2 separate regions of the Mus musculus genome follow, and region 1 is linked to region 2. The links are chromatin contacts, called in public HiChIP or PLAC-seq maps. All regions are on one chromosome and are shown on one strand. The core of a region is the stretch at or near the end of the contact, and the rest is flanking DNA. Distances in the headings are between cores, read along the strand shown. Region 1 holds the start of Kif1c (kinesin family member 1C). Region 2 holds the start of Med11 (mediator complex subunit 11).

Region 1 (4,871 bases), core at 777-3,276, 250 kb after region 2:
TTCTGACCTCCACAGGCACCCATACCGGCATACACCCACATGCACAAATATGAGCACATATGTAATTAATTAAGACTATTTTTTTTTCTCTTTTTGAGACAGCATTTCTCTGTGTATCCCTGTCTGACCTGGAACTGGCTCTGAGATCAGGCTGTCCTCAAACTCACAGAGATCTGCCTGCCTCTACCTCCCAAGTGCTGAGATTAAAGGCATATGCCACCACTGCCCAGCTTAAAAATAAAATCTTAAAAAGTATATACTAGATGGACAAATGGATAAAATTGCTTGTTGCCCCATCCTGATGACTTAAATTCAATCTCTGGATCTGATCTCTACACATATGCACACATGAAACACAAAAATACTTAATTATTTTTAAAGAATTCTAGAGAAGTCCAGAAAAATAAAATTAAATAAATGAACAAATACTAGGTAAAAGCCAGGAGTGATATACAGACTTGTAATCCCAAAGGCTCAGGAGACTTAATCTTTGAGTTTTGACTCCAGACTGGTTTAAAACAAGATTTCTGTCCAAAATGAAACAACAAAAAAAAAAGCTGGGGAAGCAATATGACTGCAGTTAAGTGGCAGAGAGCTTGCCGACATGCCCAAGGCCCTGGGACCCTAAACAATAAACTGCCTGGTAAGTTAGGAGTGCATGTTGGCTGGCATAAAGGACAAAATCAGAAAATGTTACAAGCAAAGGTTATCCAAAGAGTGAGCCAGGCATAGTTTTGCAATCCTGTGACCCCAGCATTCAGGCAGCTAACACAGGGTTGAGTGTTTAAGGCTAGCCTGGGGGTAGGGGTTACAAAGAGAGACCCAGTCCATCACAAAACAAAATCAAGGGCAGCTAAACTGAGCTGAGAAATGTTGAGGAAGATTAAAAGCAAAAGGAGTATCTTGAAGTGGCAGATGGTCGAGAGTTGGGCTGTTTAGTGTGAGATCTAAAAAATGGATATCCTGAATTCGTAGGGGGTCTAGAACTAAAGGAGCAATGAGGAATTTGGATGGCTGTGCCTGAGTGGGTGACCTAGATCTAAGGGGTTTAAGGCAGCCAGACGGAATGGATAGTTGACCAGGGGATAGTCAAGACCTTGGCAGCAAGATACAACTAAGAGGGTGGATGGGCATCTGAAAGGTGTCGCCCTGGCTGAGGAGCCTGGTGTTGGGGTAGCCTTACTGGGGGGGGGGGTGGGGGGTGGGGGGGTGGAGAACTAGGTCTAAAGGGGCCAAGGCGACCTCTGGCAGGAAGACTGGGGTCTATAGCCAAATCTTTGGTAATAGGCAGGAAGGCAAAACTGGGGTGGTGAGCTTAGGGACATGGGCAAACCAGGCTGGACAGGCAGGGGTCTCCTTCACCGGCCCTGAGAAGGCAACAGCGGCCTAAGAGGCCACCTGAGCCTGAGGGGCTGACTGGGGCTGACTGGGGCTGACGGGCTGAGGCGGCGGTCCGGGAGTCAAACCAGAAGGCTATCTGAGAAGAGAGCGTCCGTGCGGCTATGTCGGCGACGTCTCTGCATTTGGCCCCATCACCTGAGGCAACTGCGAAGCGAGTTCTGGAACCTCAGGTCGGGCAGGAAGGAGCAGCTCCGTAGTGAGCCCGGTCGCCCCACTTGCCTGGCTCGCCTGAAGGCCGGGCCTGAGGGGGACCGCCTCCTGGGCGTGGTCTGCCATTAAGCCCCGCCCCCTAGGCGCGCCTCTGACGGCGACGACGTGCGCGGCTCCGGCCTAAGTCCCCTCCTGCGTCCGACCTCGCCTTTCCCGACTCCTCAGGAGCGCTAGTTTTCCCACGTTCTGGTGATTTGCTTTCCCTTAGTGTCCGCAACTCAGTTTCCCTGTCTCTGCCCGGCGAGCCCTACTGTCAGAGTGCACTGCCCCTTTAACTAGAGTGACCCGGGTGGCTCCTTCCCGGGACAGCGCGTGCCCGCTCGCCCGTCCGCGCGCGCGCCCGTCCGTCCGTCCCCCGCCCCTCGCTCCCGCCCCAGCTCGCGCTGCCCGGGCGGGCGCCGGCCGCTGGCGCCGCTTCTGCTGCCGCCCCCGGGGCGCGATCCGCCGCCCGCCGCCCGGGGACCCGGCGAGGGGCGGGGGCAGCCCCGAACTGGCCCCCGGTCTCTCCCTCGCCGGTCTTAGGCATCCCAGAAAGTTTGTCCCTTTGCTCTCCGCCGGGGAGTCCTGCCGCGACGAGGTGAGAGCCGGTGGGGGGCAGGGAGGGGACGCCCGCGGAGGAATGCGCTGTGGGGCGGGGAGCCGGAGTTCCGAGGTCCCGATTGCACGACCCGGCCAAGCGGGCTAGGCGCGAGAGCTCGGATCATGTGCTATTTATCCCGCGGAGGCGCAGAGAGGTGCCAGGCCCCGGGCAGCCGTCGGTTGGCTGGACTGGAGGACCAGGAACTCATGGCCGCCCAGAGAGGACAGGCGGGGGCTTGTTGGAGACCTGCCAGTGGGCAAGGTGCAGGTGACCCGAGACCCCCTTTGGAGTCGGTCTGCCCCACCTAGCCTCCTCCCCAGTGCGCCTTTAAAGCAGGACCTGCAGACCCTGCACCTACTCCCTATATCTTTACCCCGCTGTACCCTATTCTTGCCACCCAATTCCTTGTTTTCTTAGCTTCGGACGAGTCATATTGCCTGTCCACCCTGGTGCCCTTCCCTCCCCTAGTTAGGGTTTTGGGGGTCAGGACTAGTCTTCCTGAGCCAGTCTCTGTGATTTCGGCTACTCCCTTCCTGTGGTGGGATAAACCAGCCCCTTCACTCCTCCCCTGCTCTGCCTAGGAAGGCTGGGGAGGTGAGGCCCAAATAGCATGACAGAAATTGGCGGTCTTTGGGGGCTACAGGTGGGAGTGCAGCATCGTTGATCTCTTTCTTTTTTTCTTTTTCTTTTTGAAGTCTTCACCCTGCTATCCGTGGGCGTGGGCTGCTTAGACTCTCCTCCTAGGGTGTGGGCACCCGGATCACCCACATTCCTAGGCTGCAGCCTGGCACTTTCCCCAGGCTAGTGGACGCCATAGCACTAGCCCCAGGTTGGGTTAGGACCAACCTGTTTCCTTTTCCCTTGGCTTTCCTTTCATGAAGCCCCCCTCCTTGGGTGTAGCCCCCCCCCTGAAGATACAGGTATTCTGGGTCTCCCTGCGAGGAGTCCTGGGGGGGGTGTTGATATTATGCATACAGGATGACCCCACCCTCCCCTGCCCATTGTCCTGGATCCTGAGGAGGAAGTACTGGGGGCTGGGCAAGGGGTTTGGGGATCACCAGCAGGCCCTGTGAGTCCTTGTTACAGGCTGTTCCACTAGCCCTTGGACTTTGCCAATCAGTAGTGGCCCTGCCTCGTGTGGGGGTTGTCAGCTCTATGTGAGAATTGCCGACCCTGGAGAAGAATTACAGATTCCAGTTTTATGACTGGGTTTTTTTGTCTCCTCTTACCTGTCTGTCTTCTGGGTTTCCAGTTTGTGCTTTGGCCCCAGAGCCCTCACTCTCTGTCTTCTCAATATCTCTGAGTCTCTCTTTCCTTTTCTTCTGTCATTCTTTATTTTTATAGCCTGACCTCAATCTTGTCTCTTGTCTGATTCCTCTCACTTTCTTGGTGTCTGTAACTTTCTGTCCCTCCTCTTCCCTTCCTGCCACCCTCAGCATCTCTGCCCATGTGTTCTTCACACTGAATCACCCTCTGTCCAATCTGTGTTTCATTCTCTCTCTCTCTCCTCTAACTGAATGCTCAGTACACTTGCAAGTGACTAGGAATAAAAATATCACTGTCTCTGCCCTTGGATTCACATTGCGTTCAGCCACTCCAGAGGGGCAGCTTATCCTTAGCTTTCCTAACACATCCCTCTCCCTTGCCCTCTAAACACAGAACCCCAGACAGACCTTTGGAGCTACAGGTGCCTCCTGACTACTCTTCCCCCACAATCAGGGTTTCCCTTACAGCCCTGCTGGTGTGGCCAGGCCCCAAGTGTAGGATGGGGCTCCCCATACGCGGGCCGGTGGCAGCCAGAACTGATACAGCCCCGCTGATCTGGGGCCAGGACACCAGGTAACTCTGGGGTGATGGCCCAAGTCCCTGCAAACTGGGATCTGGTTGGGGAGAGAGAGGCAGGACTGTTTTTGGGAATGACATTTGGGAGGAAGGCCAGCAGAGCAGCAGCTGAGGGGCTGGGTACCCTAGCTGGGATGGAGACATGGATTCCAGAAGCAGGAGGCAGTGTCGAGTTTTCCCAGGGGCTTTGACCACCCCCTTGTTTTCTGTCCTCCAGCTGAGGAGGGCAGGAGATCCTGGAAGCTATGGCTGGAGCCTCCGTGAAAGTTGCAGTGAGGGTTCGGCCCTTTAATGCCCGTGAGACCAGCCAGGATGCCAAGTGTGTGGTCAGCATGCAGGGCAACACCACCTGTGAGTGAATCCAGAGGCCTAGCTGGGACATCAGAGGGGAGGCCAGGCCTCTATGCTGGGCACAGAGCATGTGCTAGCTGGGGGGGGGGGGGGGGAAGGCTGGCCTTTCCATGTTCCTGTCCCGGGGAGGGGGAATGTTGGCCAGCAGCCCTCCGTTGCCCAATCCAGGGAGGCAGCTCAGTGGGGGCGGGTCCTGTGAAGCCAAAATTAGCTTTGGTGGCTGGAGGGGGTGGGGATTATTAAAGGGAAGAAATGAGTTAGGACAGAGGTGGGGAGTGGGATCCTGAATCCTCAGGGCTTATGGGAAAATGGGCAAAGGTTGAGAGTGCTTGACTGTGGCTTTTCTTTCTTTGTATTCGCAGCCATCATTAATCCCAAACAGAGCAAGGATGCCCCCAAAAGCTTCACCTTCGACTATTCTTACTGGTCGCATACTTCGGTGAGGTGATTGGGGCTAGAGAAAGAGCTTAGTTAGCCCTAGGAGACA
Region 2 (4,928 bases), core at 876-3,375:
ACCCTCCGCCCTTTCACTTGTGTGTGTCTGTGTCACATGTGTGCAGGCATCTGCGTGTAAGACAAAAGAGGACATCTGATTTCTTATTTATTTACTTATTTATTTTAATTGGATATTTTATTTGTTTACATTTCAAATGTTATCCCCTTCCCCCTACCCCATTCCCCCTTACCCTACTTCTATGAGGGAGCTCCCCCACCCGCCCACCCACTCCTGCCTCACTGCCCTAGCATTCTCTACACTGGGGCATCGAGCCTTCACAGGACCAAAGGCTTCCCCTCCCCTTGGTGCCAGATAAGCTTGATATCTGATTTCTTGGAGCTGGAGATATAAGTAGTTGTGAGCCAGCTGACGTAATGCTGGGGGCTGAATTCAGGTCTTCTGCAAGAGCAGCCAGTGCTCTTAACATCTCAAGCCCTTCTTCTAGCATCCTAGAATGAATTTCAATTACTTAGCTTCTGAGCTTCCCTGAACTTCCTGTTCCAGCTTCATGTCAGCCCTGAGCACCAATCACATTCCATTCACTCCACATACACAGAACTCCTCACTGGACCTCAACCATACCAGGCTCCTTCACAGCCCCATCTCTTAGAGAATACTAGCTCCCTTTTCCACAACAACCTTTCATCCATCACAACAGCCCTTTAGAATTCAGTTCAAGAACCACTTCCAGGGCTGGAGAGATGGCTCAGTGGTTAAGAGCAATGGCTGCCCTTTCAGAGGAACCTGTTCAATTCCCAGCAACCACACAGTACCTCAAAACTGCCTACAGCTCCAGTTCTAAACAATCCAATGTCCTCTCTAACCTCCATGAGCAATGCATGCACATCACTCACAGACACACATACAGATACAAAATACCCTTACTCACCAAATTAAATAAATAAATCTTGGTGGGCAGTGGTGATGCACACCTTTAATCCCAGTACTCAGGAGACAGAGGCAGGCGGATCTTGGTGAGTTCGAGGACAGCCTGACCTACAGAGCAAGTTCCAAGACAACCAGGGCTACAAAGAGAAACCTTGTCTCAAAAAAACCAAATAAAATAAAATAAGCTAACAAACACCATTGAGTGAGAGAACATTTCATTTATCTCTATATCCATAGAGCCTAGCACACCTAATTGATAATCAAAGACAGAAAGGTCGAGGGAAGGAACCAGGACATGAGAATGAGCTGGGCTCAGGATCAGGAAGAAGCCTTAGGCACGGAGAATGTCATGCTTTCCTTGGGAGAGGTTGGCCACCAAAGAGCCCATGACTACCCAGTATGGAGGAACCCACTTGAACTCCCACTGTCATCACCTGGCCCAGGGCCAATGCTTAATAATAAATTCTTATAAATTCAGTAAGTCAGACAGTTAACTAAATCAGAGAGGTCTGAGTGGCTTTGGGCCACAGGGCTGTTTCAGTGGTGGCTCATATCTTTAATCCCAGTATTTAGGGAGGCAGAGGCAGTGATACTCAATTTGTGGGGAAGGGGGTGAGGGGAAGACTAGTGCCCAAGTCATGTCTGGCCACCCTTCTTTAATAAGCCAATTAAAAATGGAAAGTTAAAAAAGGAGACGTATCCAATGTGGCCACATTGGGAAGAGTGACAAAGAGATCCGGCAAGCCCCCTCAAGTCAGTCTTCAGGGTGCTAACGCAACATCAAAGTTTAAATAGAGCAAGGTTGTGCACATCTAAGTACCCCACCCCCACCCGCACCCCCACCCTCAGTCAAGGTGTGTGGTCACACCCATCACTGACTATTCATTATCTGGGCTTCAGTCTCATCCTGTAAAGTGGTCTGACAAGTTGTTAGAACTGTGTAAAATCTCTTTCTGGAAGACAAGTTCTGATAGTCAAGACTGAAGAGATACAAGTATCTCTTTAAACTATCTTCATTTTTGACAGACCTATTACACCAGAGGATCTCTATGAGTTCCAGGCCAACTTGGTCTAAACTGAGATCCTGTCAGAAAACAAGTCAATAACCGCCTCTTTCCACCCCTGTCTGGCCTGGCATTAGCGCCCTGGCAGTCAGACTAGACCAGGTAGACTCGGAAGGGCGAGGCCGCGCTGAGCATCCTGGGAATTGTAGTGTTCGCTGCAGTGGCCTCTGCGCAGGCGCACATTAACAGGCATTTCCGGGCTGTGGCGCCACACCTCGCAAAAGACGGCCTGTGGGGCTTTCCACTGGAACGATGGCTACCTACAGTCTGGCGAACGAGCGGCTGCGCGCCCTGGAGGATATCGAGCGTGAAATCGGCGCCATCCTCCAGAACGCAGGTTCGGGAAGCGAGGGGCAGACGGCAAGGGGTGAAGACCAGCCCGGGACTCTGCGTGCAGTTGGGGCGGGACCTGAATGCTAGCCTTAGGGCGGGGCTGAGTCTGAAGCCTGGGTCTGACATCGCCCTCTCCCCGCCCTGGCAGGAACGGCGATCCTGGAACTGTCCAAGGAAAAGACTAACGAGCGGCTCCTCGACCGGCAGGCGGCAGCCTTCACCACTTCTGTGCAGCACGTGGAGGCAGAGCTATCCGCTCAAATCCGCTACCTCACTCAGGTGGGTGTGTCTAGAAGGTGCTGGGCGGGGACCCCAGCTCTGAACCAACGCCCTAGCCTTGGGGATTCCCTGAGCTTTAGCTAGGTAAGACTGCCTCTTACGCGATAGGTACTTTCATTTCAGGGCTGGTTTAGTCCTCTAAAAGGAAAGGATTAAAAATGTCTAGGGTGTATAAACAATACCCTAGGCATACCAGCTGGCACAGGCCGGTATTCTGAGCTACTTAAGTGCCTGAGGCTGGAAGATCACAAGTTCAAAACTTGTCTGGGCAATTCAGACCCAGTAGGTCAGAAAGAGAGTTGGAGCTCTGTGTTAGAGCACTTACCTACCATAAAGAGGCCCAGGTACTGAAATAAATAAATAAAAATAAATAAATAAATAAATACTGAAGCTACCGAACGTTGTTCCCAGAAACTTGTGAGGCCATATTTGCTTGGGGACTAAGAAGACAGACATCGCTAAGAGGCTTCCAGAGTCTTTACTCCAGCTGCTACTGTTTACTGACATCTGTGGTGTGCTGGGCATATCCTAAAACTCTAGGAAGTATTCGCTGTGGTCCCTATTTCATAGATGAGGTTCACACAGTGGTTAAGCTTTTTCTTTTTTTTTTTTTTTTGTTGTTGTTGTTGTTGCCTTAGAACACTGAGTTACCAGTCAACTAATGTAGATCAAACTTGGGAAAGATGTGAGACCAGAGAAATAATACTGCCCGGTTGTGGGTGGTAAAGAGAGGCAGTACCCCATTGATTGATCTGACTTGTAGGTGGCCACAGGGCAGCCGCATGAGGGCTCCAGCTACTCTTCCAGGAAGGACTGTCAAATGGCTCTAAAGCGAGTAGACTACGCCCGCCTCAAGATTAGTGATGTGGCGAGAACCTGTGAGCAGATGCTGGAGAACTGAGTTCGGATGATCCAGAGTGTGCCCTGCACCAGAGACCGTAGGATGGGGAGCAGTGCATCATACACGTGCCCTACTGGTCAGGGCAGACGAGGACCACAAGGCAGAAAGGAGAACTGAAGAATCCAAAGCCCCAGTGTACACACATCTCTTCTGACTCTTCCAGCAAGACGGCCCTGTTTTCCACTATGCAAGATCAGACAGAGGTCAGAGGTCAACTCCCAACCCACTTCCTCATGTGCACCCTGCCCTGGAGTTTCAGAAGACTTGGCCCAATAAAAATAAATGTGTTCTTATAAGCACACACAGTGGCTCACACCTGTAGGCCCGGTACTTGGGAAGTAGAGGTGGGAAGATTGCTGTAGTTTGAGACCAACCTGGGCTAAGTACATAGAGGGACCCTCCTTCAAAAGGGGAAGTTATGTTCCTCATTGGAAGAAACAAAACAGGAACTAAGTGTTTTAATAATAAAAGCTGTATTTTTTTATAAAGCTAAGAGTCTCTCTCTCGCTCTCTCTCTCATATGTATGAGGCTCCAAGAGACTGAGGACTCGAGTCCTGTCTACACAGCATCAGCCCAGTCTATATAGCATCAGCGTGGCGGCTGTGAGGAGGGGAGTGAGAAAGCCCAGGCTTCAGTGTGGGGTTGGAGAACAGCTGATGGAGTCTCAAGAGAGACTTATGGCCAGGGGGCACCATCAGCAGTTCTGAAGGGACAAAGACCCAGAGTCTGCAGAAGTCACTAATTCTAAAAAAACATTTGCCAAGATTTATTTTATGTGTATGAACAATGGTTTTGTTATTGTATGTATATGTGTACCACGTATATAAATGGTGTCTGTGGAGGTCAGAGGGGGTTGTCAAGTCCCCAGGAACCGGAGTTGCGGATGGTTGTGGGCCACCATGTGAGTCCTTTAGAGTCTTGAACAATATCTGAAACCTGTTGACTTATCTCTCCAGCCCTCAGCCAATTGGTCTAAAAGTAATCTTTAGTATTACAGTTAAAAACAGAATTTGTCCAGTTTATTGTTACACTATGCAAAAAGCAGACACTTTTTAAAATTGATCTGGTAGTGGGAGGGTTGAACCTAGAACTTTACACATGCTAAGCAGGCACTGTACCTTGGGACTGCACTTTTGAACCACGTATTTGAGTGTTACATTTTATTAGACGTGGGGGAAGGCTAAGGGCAGAGGGGCTATTCATATATTATTAGTTGTAAAGAGTGTTCCCCAAGAGCAGTCCTTTAATCCCAACACTGCAGAGGCAGGCAGATCTTCTGAGTTTTAGGACTGTCAGGGCTGAATAGTGAAACCCTGTCTTAAAAAAAAAAAAAAAAAGTATTCAGCGACTGTAATCCTAGCACTATAGAAAGTGGAGGCAGGAGACCTAGGGATACGTAGTCATATACACAGGGAAGGCTGGAGACCTGGGGATACATAGTCATATACACAGGGAAGGCTGGAGACCTAGGGATACGTAG

The links. HiChIP or PLAC-seq counts read pairs in DNA pulled down with a chosen protein or histone mark.
Region 1: an H3K27ac HiChIP or PLAC-seq map of embryonic stem cells shows a contact between it and region 2, with 5 read pairs. The contact joins the promoter of Kif1c here to the promoter of Med11 in region 2. A contact is called at or near these places in 8 of 39 promoter capture datasets (the C10 cell line, cranial neural crest, embryonic stem cells and 5 more), 5 of 484 Hi-C or Micro-C datasets (B cells, Sertoli cells, embryonic stem cells and 1 more), 15 of 115 datasets of contacts at active chromatin or transcription factors (the SCID.adh cell line, bone marrow-derived macrophages, embryonic basal ganglia and 7 more) and 2 of 9 other capture datasets (adipose tissue and liver).

Annotation. Positions count from the first base shown.
Region 1 is chr11:70,698,522-70,703,392 of GRCm38.p6, forward strand. It overlaps Kif1c (kinesin family member 1C), which reads left to right and starts at 2,027. Exons shown (of 23, transcript NM_153103.2): 1 at 2,027-2,188; 2 at 3,851-4,030; 3 at 4,251-4,384; 4 at 4,747-4,823. The coding sequence starts at 4,279. Inca1 (inhibitor of CDK, cyclin A1 interacting protein 1) reads right to left here and starts at 1,634. Exons shown (of 7, transcript NM_001252484.1): 1 at 1,537-1,634.
Region 2 is chr11:70,449,793-70,454,720 of GRCm38.p6, forward strand. It overlaps Med11 (mediator complex subunit 11), which reads left to right and starts at 2,126. Exons shown (of 3, transcript NM_025397.3): 1 at 2,126-2,271; 2 at 2,416-2,546; 3 at 3,310-3,940. The coding sequence starts at 2,187. The coding sequence ends at 3,447. It also overlaps a transcript of Cxcl16 not described here.